Regions from separate parts of the Gossypium hirsutum genome. Here regions 2 and 3 are each linked to region 1. A link is a contact called in public Hi-C data. All regions are on one chromosome and are shown on one strand. Each heading gives the region's core, a stretch centred on a gene start, on an enhancer-like site or on the middle of the called end of the contact. The rest is flanking DNA. Distances are from core to core; before and after follow the strand shown.

Region 1 (3,298 bases), core at 228-2,727:
CAGGACTACGTCTTAAGACTTGACTACGAAAGTTCCTTAAGAACATTTTAAACATCTTAGAACACTTTGGTATTGACTCAAAAACATTTGGATAAATTAAAACATATTTTCACTAAATGGCTTAGAAAAATATAATATATAAAATTTATCTTAAATGCTATTATATTAAAAGCGTGGGAAATCAAAGTTAATAGCAAAAGTTATGCATATTTGTAGAATATTCAAAAAGAAAATGGGGTAAGCTATTTTATAATCCAAAGGACCAAATGGACACAGTGTCGATTTGTAAGACATTCCTTAGGAAAAGTTACATAAACAAGTTCAAGTCTCGAAACCCATTGGAAATACAATAATCCAAGAGGTTTTAGTCATGATATTATTCCAAGTGATGAACTTGAAAATGGTCAACATCATAAAAAGCTTTGGCTTAGGGGGATAGTTTCCTTAGGATAGAAGTTGTTCATGATGGTCTAGTTTATCAAATAGATGACCTAGTAAACTATGATGATACTATGCAATAATGTTGATTTCAAGTCCTTAACCACTAGCTCATCATGCAGCTTCCTGATCTTGCCCTTCAAGTTTTGAATTTCCATTTCTAGTTCCAAAACCCAAGCCTCAAGATAACAAGCCTTTTGCACGCTTGAGGAATTACCGATATTAGCTTATGGATTATTATAGTCCCAGAACCTAAGCCGTATTATTTTAAGGTGGATTATTTTTACTAACAAGTAATAAGAGTGTCAGTTCATGGATTCCTTAAAACTAAAATCGATTTAGTCCTATGCATTTTAACTGGTTAGCCAATCTTTTTCACACTACCATCTTCATCTCCTCGCTAAACTAATTGGTAGTTATTTAAGCTCGATCTAATTTGAAATATGAGTTTAAAATTTTATTTAAATTAGTTCATAATTGTAAACAGTTAGGTTGAATTTATCTAGATTCCCTTGTATTATTTTTTTAAAAAAAAGTTACTATTTTTTAATATTTAGTAATTATATATAAGTATACTATCATTATATTTTTTATTTTATTAAAAAAATTTATATTTACATTATAACATAATATACTTAACTTCTATATATAAATAACATAATACATAAAAGAAAAGAAAAGAAAAATAACATATTATATACTTAAAAATCGAACAGATTAGGCCGAATTTGGGCTTTGAATATTAAAATTAGAGTCTAATCCATATTTTAAAAGAGCCTAATTTTTTTAAAACTTATTTTTCTACCCTAATATTAACCTTCTAAATTTTAACTCAACTTTCCAACTTAAAAAGTTAATCCGAACAATTCTTACCAAACAAGCCCACAAAAATGTATCATTGGTAGAAAAGGGCATGGAATTAAACCAAGAACAATTTCATAAACAACTAAAGGCCCGGAAATTTGCTATCATCATTGATCCATGGAAGAATTATCAATTACAAAAGTAAGCCCAAGAGAGTATCGTCAGTGTTGGGCCAACCAGATGAGTCAGCTCCGAGTGAGCAAAGCTAGCAAGCCATATTATACTAATGGAAACTGACCCTAGTACCTTCTTTCTTCATCCACGCTCTGCTGCTTCTTCATTTTGTTCGATTCTTCCTTTATTAATCAATCTTTTAGCTCCCTAACTTCAATTTTCTTCTTAGGATAACCCCTTGTTTTTCAGGATGGAGGTGCCTTACTCTTTCCTTTTTCTTCCCTCTCTCTCGCTTCACTTTTATGCTTAATAACAGTTTTGGTTTCTGGGTTTTGTTTTCCTTCTGATTACGGGGAAATGGTGTTTTTTTTCCTCTCTTTTTTTGTTTATTACTTTGGTTTTGAGTTTGGGTTTTCAAAAAATGATACTATTGTCTTGGTTGATCATCAAAAATAGAAAAGGAATAATTTAGGGACGGTTTCTGAGAATTTCTAGGGTGATCATCAATGATAGCTTGAAGAACTAGCTTTTGTTATATATATAGAATTGTTTGAATTGTTGAATATTTTTTGGACTTTTACTAACATAATAGGTTCAATTAGTGTAATTTTGTAAGATTCATAATCTAGGAATTTAAACAAAACATATTGCAATTTGATTGTTATTTTTGTGAACTTGCCAGAAGGTGGGAATTTTATGTTGTGGATGTAATTATTGGTGCAAAAGACATCATTTGAGGTAGTTCCTGGTACAGGGTCCGGTATGTCAAGTAGCCTGGGGATGCTATGTTCTATTGGCTATTTCCATTGGGGCCCATTGTGCCATGTCTAGTGATAATTTAGCATGTCCATCGACTTCGGACCTGCGAACTCAGCCCGTGGCTGCCCTTGATAAGGAGGGCATTGGACCTGCGATGACGTCTATACCAATGATTGCTTGTTCAACTTCTCTGTCTGAGGTTCCTCTGTTATTTTGTGGCTTGCCTTGAAAATAAAATTAGTTATGGCCATAGGCATTTTCAGTGGTTGATTCGTGTAGCATTCAGTGGCTTTATTTCAGTATTTCTGTTTCCTTTTGTTGTTTTTCGGTTCAATGGTGACTTTGTGCTAAACATTTTTGGTAATGATTTGTTAGCACCACTCGGGTGGAAGTGGGACCAACAAGAACAAACAAATGGTGGAGCAGTTGCAGCGATATGGAGTGATTTCATCAAAGAAGGTTGTTGAAGTAATGGAGACTATTGATAGAGCATTATTTGTACCTGATGGGACCCCAGCTTATGTCGATAGTCCAATGGCAATAGGTTACAATGCCACCATTTCTGCACCTCATATGCATGCTACCTGCCTTCAGTTATTGGAGGAAAATTTGCAGCCCGGCATGCATGCTTTAGACATTGGTTCAGGTCTCTTTTCACTCCATTATGTCGTATCTGTGCTTTTCAGATTCTTTCATATATACTACTCTCTTGAAATGGTGGAATATCAAATGTGCTGCACTTATTCTCTTGATGTTAATCTCACTTTGTCAATGGTCATTGAGAAACAGTCGACCATACTAGTTGATGGCTGCATCCAATCATCCTGCATTTAGGAAATGTTTTTAGTGAAACCATCAAAATCCAATCTCAAGTGTTTACGACTCTATGGTAGTGGCGGGAAAACGAAAGGTTGTTTGAAGAACACTAGTGTTATAAACTTTCAAGTGTCCGAAGGCTTTTTGGATCATTATCATAACACTTTTTGCATAATTTAGTCATTGATAGCAGTCTAATATTTTTATTTTCCTTTTCTTGTGGAAAGGCTTATTTTAGTTTTCATCATGCATTTGTTCTGTAGGAACGGGGTACTTGACTGCTTGTTTTGCAACAATGGTTGGACCA
Region 2 (3,298 bases), core at 444-2,943, 450 kb before region 1:
AAGAACACGAACAGAGGTATGTATATTTGGCATTCAAGTATGTTATGAGCATGGCTATTAAATGTCCATCAGCATCCACAAGAATATTTTCAGGTTTAAGATCACGATGCACGATGCTGCAGTTGTGAAGATGTGAAACAGCAGATACAATCTCAGCAGTATAAAACCTTGCTTGATCCTCACTATTCAAGAAACATGTAAAAAAAAACCAAAAATAAAAGTTTGCAAACAGACAAATTAGTTGAAGTTGAAGTTGAAACAACATGATACCTGAATATCCCTTGGCGATATAGGTGAAAGAAGAGATGGCCTCCATTTATAAAGTCCAGGATTAAATAAAGCTTAGACTTTGTCTGTAAAATTACATAAGAACACAACTGTAAGCATTGACAAAATATGACCTTCAAATACATGACATAATCATGGATTGGAAATGACTAGTGAGATAAACATCCTAAGTCCTCATATAAATAGTTCAAACAGACAAATTGCTGAACCATAAAAGACCTTGAATTTTTCAAAGTAAAAAAGAAAACCCTTCAATATTTTTGACAATTTGTATAATAGGAAGAGTCTAATTCATGACAAAATCAGATCTTCAATCAGATATCAAGCTGAATCCTAAAGACCAAATATTTCAAATCCAAACCATACCAAATATTTCAAATCCAAACCATTCAATTGTATTTAACATAAGACCAAGAACTAACATCATTTCTCATATCATCTGATCAGAATTACAAAATACTTAACATGGTTTTTTAGGAAAGTTGAAATAACATGAATATATTTAGGGAAAGAGTAGTAAAAGGGACAAATTTTATGGAGATGCAAATAAAAAGAGAAAGTAAATTGCATAAGGAACCTGGAAAGAGTATCTAAGCTGAACAATAAATGGATGAACAACTTTAGTAAGGATATCCCTCTCAGCTCTCATGTAATCGACATGATTCTTTTTAATGATAGTTACTTTCTTCATAACTTTCATAGCAAAAAGCCCATCACCATCCTCATCATTCCTTCCTTTTTTCCTCACTTGAAAAACTTTCCCAAAAGCTCCTTGTCCAACAACTCTCAGGATCTCAAAATCCTCAGGCCCAATCTTGGGTTTTGCTTCTTCTTCTTCATCGTCATCTTGTTCCTCGGCTTCGTATTCGGTTTCAGTTTGGATTTGGAGAGGGAGGGAAGAAGAGACGGTGTAACGAGGAGAAGGACCCACATAAGAATGGGACCTGGTGTGGATAACTTGAGGATCCCCAAGGAAAGCAGAAGGGGGAGACGTGGAGGAAGGTGAATGGAGGGTGGGGTTGGGATGGTGAGGAGTCAAAGGGCCGAAAACATCGCCAAAATCAAACTATGATTAGAAGGAGGAGTGATGGTGAGTTTCTTGAGGTTAGTGGCTAAAAGGGATTGAAGGTTTTTCTTTTGGGATGATGAAGTTGATATCATCTTTTATATTTTCTTAGCAGAAATAGAAAAGAAAAACTAGGGCAGCCAAAGAATGGCTATTATTATTACATTTTAAGGAGAAGGATGGGATGGGAGACACGAAACGAACTGAAAGTAGTGCAGAGGAAGATCAGTTTGAATAGAATTGAAAACGAGAAACATGTTTGATGGACAAGAGGGAGATGTTAGATGGAAGTGGCAATAATTTTGGGTGTCTGATTTCAGTAACGCGCACCTGCGACACTGACAATCACACGCCGAGGTTTACAAATGGGAGTATATCACATTCATTCCCTATACTTTCAAAATGTCCAATCCTAAACTATCAATAAATATTTTATTATGGATAAAATTATCATAAAATACTAATTTAAAAAAAAATTATTAGAATAGGCTAAATCTTAGAATATTTATGAAAATAGGCCGATTTAGGTAAAATGCTTCTAGCTCAGGGGGAAATCCAAAAAAATACTTCCAGTTAGAAGTATTTTCTCCGTGTCACCAATAAAACTCTTCCTGCTGGACATGTTTTTACCCCCCAATGGCTACTTTTCCGACCTCCCCAACCTTATTAATTGTTTACAATATTCTCTCAAAATTCTTAAACCATTCTCAAAATTTTCTCAAATTCTCTCCTAAATTTATTACTAAAATTCTATTTCTATCTAAATTAGATTTTTTATTAATATTTTCTAAAAATATTGTTTATTAAAAATTAATTTGTGTTCTATACAATTAGCAATGATCGATTCTCTACTCCGTCATGATGACAAGCACATTTCCATCAATCAATTGCAAATGGTAAGAATAATTTTTAATAAAGTTTACTTTTTTTTATTTTATTGTTATATTTTAACTTAATATTTTGTATTTTTTATGTAAATAGGTGGAAGATTAAATTTTACAATGTCATATTCGTAATCTACCCGGTCCTCCATCACTATTAATCAATCCATACTTGAGGGAAGTTAGTTTTTGGCGTGTGACCCTTGTAGGTCGAGGCTATAAGTTGGACTGGAAACTCATAAGCGCGTTGGCAGAGGGGTGGAGACCCGAGATACACACATTCTATCTTTCATGATGCAAGTATGCTATTACTTTGGAGGACGTGTATTAATAGTTGGGGTTATCGGTGGATGGGTTGGTAGTCATCAAGTCTGTTCAGTTTGCTGACTAGGGAGGCGTATGTAGTGAACTTTTGAGTTCGGTTCCAAAGACAATTTACAAAGTTCGGATCAAAATGGCTTGGTGATACGGGGTTGCGCGCGGACCAAGATCGAGTTGTCAAGTCACGAGAAACTCCTACGAAAACCCTAAACAATTAGATCTGAAACGAAACAGAAAATTAAAAGATTAGATTTTTGAATTTTCAGATCTGAAATAAAATCCCCAAATCAGCAAAGAATCAAATTGAGAATAGAAATAAGTGTTAGGGTTCTTGAAACCCTCAAGGAGATTGTGATATTGAACACCAAGATAGTTTTCCCCAAATTTCGACAATCTAATTTCACCCAAAAAGAGTATGGAAAAACCCTAGAAATTGGGGATTTTTGGGCTGATTCCTTAAGATAGAAAAAGGCTGAAAACACAATAAGAACAGAAAATAGATTAGATAATGATTCAGCACAAGTAGAAATAAAGAAAGAATTGACAGTAAGAAATTAAAAGATAAGTCCTAAGAAGCCTTGAAATCTCGAAAGATCTCACAACTCCCTTCAAACGGCTCTAATCTCCCCTCCAAAGAATATCAATGGCAAGAAGAAGGTTGAAGATGGCTCCCACAATCAAAAAGATTGTTAAAACAACTTCTAAAGAAAACCCAAGAGAAAATCCTTGAAGAACTCAAAGA
Region 3 (3,298 bases), core at 290-2,789, 330 kb before region 1:
TCAAAAATAGAACTAATTGCTAGTGTCTAAACATTAAGAGGACAAATTTCGAGAATTATTGGCATTGACAGACATTATAAAGGAAGACAGGGAAACAAAAGTAAAGAGAGAAAAATAATGTAAAAGAAGAAAGGAAATAAAAAGATTAAAAAAATGTTAATATTTATATAATTATATCACGTAGCAATCTATTATTGGCTAGATTTTTTAATAGATATAATATTTAGGTGTAAAATGAGCAATGAAAGAATAGTTTAAGTACAACGTTTGATCCAAAGAAAATTCAATTACCAACTTGGAGAAAACGATATAGCTGTAGGTTAAGTACCAAAATCAAAAAATATATATATCAATTTATAGATTAAACCTAAAAAAAATTATTCTATTGACATAAAATTTTGAATTAATTTATTATATGCAATAAATTTGAATTAAATATATTTTTCAAATATCTAAATTCAGACATTTTACATTTAGTAAATACAGTTTATTTATATTTTTTTGCATTTTGCAAATAAATGAATGTCCCTTCATATCCGAAGTGTTTATTCGTAAAAGTAAAACAACTACAAGCTATAAATGAAAAAAAAATTGAATTGCTAACGAAATTATTTTATATTTAAAATAATAAATATAACTTAAAATATTAATATAAAAATATTTTCTAAACAATTATTGATTAATTTTTATTTACTTAAAAATTATTTTTTAGAAATATTTATTAAAAAAATTCAAACAAGAAAATCATTCTGTCAACAAAAATCCAATAATAAAAAACTTTGAAACATTACTAAATAATCTCCAAAGTTAAAAAAAATAAAATTCATTCTGTCAAAAAAATTCTAATAATAAAAAAAAATCTTTGAAACATCACTGAATAATACCAAAGGTTAAAAAAACATTCTGTCAAAAAAAAATCCAATAATAAAAAATTAAAAATCGAAAATCAAATCGGACTGTGATGGATATTCGAAAAATTCAAATTTAGCTATAATTTGGATATTCAAAGGATGAAACCCAACGTCTCCCTTTTTTTTATAGGCATAATGATAAATTTACTCTTTAATATTTATATATTTTTATTAATTTAGTCAATTTTTAAATTAAATTTAATTATTAAATTTTTAAAAAAAATTAAAATAATTTTTAATAGAAATGTCGATTAATCGTGCTAACAAATAATTTAAAATTAATAAAAATTTAAAATTCAAAAAAATTATAAAAAGTAAATAAAAAATCTACCTTGATTGTTATGTTTAAAATTATAACATTTTCATCTGTATTTCGATATTTTTAAAAGATATTAGTTAAATTCTGACTATTTTTTTGAAAAGTTGAAGTAAAATTTAATTAAAAAAATATAAATCATTATGCGTATTTTAATAGTTAAATGCGAAAGTGAAATGGTTGTCGTCATATCTTTGTCCGTTTCTTATAGTTTTGATGTCATTCCTTCCGTGTATTTTGTCATTTTTTAAGTGTTTAGATCCTTTTCCCAATAGTGGATAATAATGAATAAAAAACAGTCAAGTTGTTCATCTTGTATGCGGTAAAGGGAAAAAAAAAACAAACTATTTTTACATTTAGAGTCTCACCCACTGTCTTTAGTCTGCAGCTAGAAGGAAGTTATGGAAAAGTCAACTAATGCATACCGACCAATTGATGTCCTTTATGATCCGATTGAAAGCTACCCCATAATCAATTCATGATATTCAACTCTTTTTATGTTTGAATCACAAAAATGTCAAAAGCTAGTTTTGCCTTCACAAGTACAGTAAAGTCGAATCCAGCTTCCTTCTCGAAAAGGGTAGTTTTATAATTAATTAGAAATGGATTTTCATTGATGGGTAGTGGGAAGAATGTTGAGAAGCTGGAAAGGAAGAAAACCCTTTATTGTATATGAAGTTTAAGAACATGTTTTGTAGCTGAAGTCAACTTTGTAGCCCTTTGTTTCTCTACCAATTTGGTGCAATGAAAGGTGTTTTTGTTCTTAATCTTATGTTCAGCTTCTTGTTGCTTCTTTATCCTTCTACTTCTTTTCCTTTGTGTACAAATTCAGGTAAGTTCTGAATCTAAAAAGTTTGAATTTATTTCTTTTTTAGGTTTCTAATTTTTCTTTCTGGGTTTTGTTTGCAGAGGCACCTTTCACCTTGAAGACTGCTTTGAAATTTTGTTCCTACAATGGAAGTAGCTGCTGCAATTCCACTGTTGATTCACAATTACAGAAGCAATTTCAAGATATGAATATCTCGGATCCAAGCTGTGCTTCAGTTCTTCAATCAGTCCTCTGTGCTGTAAGACTTTCATTTCTTCACTGGTTTAAATGCTTGATTCATTGGTTTATATCCTTTTTTATTATTATGATTTTGCAGAGATGCGATCCATTTTCAGCGCAGTTGTTCGCAATTGATACCGAGACTCGTACGGTGCCTCTCCTTTGCAACTCTACTGTTTCAACAAATTCATCTCAGTCTAACCAAGCAACAAATGATTTCTGCTCTAATGTATGGGATACATGTCAAAATGTATCTATGTTGAATTCCCCGTTTGCACCTTCCTTGCAAGGGCAAGCCGGAGCACCTGCCAATTCGAATTTCACCAAATTGATTGATCTTTGGCAGTCCAAAACTGATTTCTGTAATGCCTTTGGTGGAGCATCTACTGATGAATCAGTTTGCTATGATGGTGAACCTGTTAGATTAAATGAGACGCGAACTCCTAGTGCTCCAAATGGTTTGTGCCTTGAGAAAATTGGTAATGGAAGTTACTTGGATATGGCTGCTCACCCCGATGGATCGAACCGTGCATTCTTCTCCAATCAACAAGGAAAGATTTGGTTGGCGACTATTCCGAAAGTTGGATCAGGAGGAACGTTGGAGCTTGATGAGTCCAATCCCTTCATAGACCTTACTGATGAAGTTCATTTTGATACTGCATTTGGGATGATGGGGATTGCTTTTCATCCTAACTTCACGCAGAACGGCCGATTCTTTGCTTCATTTAATTGTAACAAGGGTAAATCGCCAGGATGTACCGGAAGATGTTCCTGTAACTCGGATGTGAACTGTGATCCTTCAAAACTAGGTACAGACAATGGTGCTCAACCATGTCAGTATCAAAGTGTTGTTGCAGAGTATACCAGCAATGGTTCCGCGACGCAGTCTTCCTCGGTACAGATCTTTATGCACTTAAAACTTCTTTTTTTAGATCCAATATTCTAATTGAATTAAACCTTTTTTTCAGGCAGAAAATGCTAGGCCATCAGAAGTGAGAAGGATATTCACTATGGGACTTCCTT

The links. Hi-C and Micro-C count contacts between places; a contact is called where the count stands out from the background.
Region 2: a Hi-C map of leaf shows a contact between it and region 1, with 4 times the contacts expected there. The contact joins the enhancer-like site here to the promoter of LOC107887285 in region 1. A contact is called at or near these places in 11 of 34 Hi-C or Micro-C datasets (callus, leaf and petal).
Region 3: a contact with region 1 is called in a Hi-C map of leaf, with 3 times the contacts expected there. The contact joins the promoter of LOC107887281 here to the promoter of LOC107887285 in region 1. A contact is called at or near these places in 18 of 34 Hi-C or Micro-C datasets (anther, callus, hypocotyl and 3 more).

The regions. Positions count from the first base shown.
Region 1 is chrA03:23,713,552-23,716,849 of Gossypium_hirsutum_v2.1, reverse strand. LOC107887285 (protein-L-isoaspartate O-methyltransferase 1) reads left to right here and starts at 1,477. Exons shown (of 5, transcript XM_016811474.2): 1 at 1,477-1,672; 2 at 2,171-2,374; 3 at 2,551-2,821; 4 at 3,255-3,298. The coding sequence starts at 1,667.
Region 2 is chrA03:24,161,611-24,164,908 of Gossypium_hirsutum_v2.1, reverse strand. It overlaps the pseudogene LOC107887297. Among protein-coding and RNA genes, the nearest start is that of LOC107887296, 21 kb to the left of the region's middle. Within about 2 kb of position 1,693, at least 9 of the 9 cell types and tissues checked have an H3K27ac peak or open chromatin away from gene starts, as enhancers often do. A contact at or near this core is called in leaf, where this site is marked.
Region 3 is chrA03:24,040,214-24,043,511 of Gossypium_hirsutum_v2.1, reverse strand. LOC107887281 (HIPL1 protein) reads left to right here and starts at 1,539. Exons shown (of 7, transcript XM_016811472.2): 1 at 1,539-2,059; 2 at 2,137-2,294; 3 at 2,373-3,170; 4 at 3,244-3,298. The coding sequence starts at 1,972.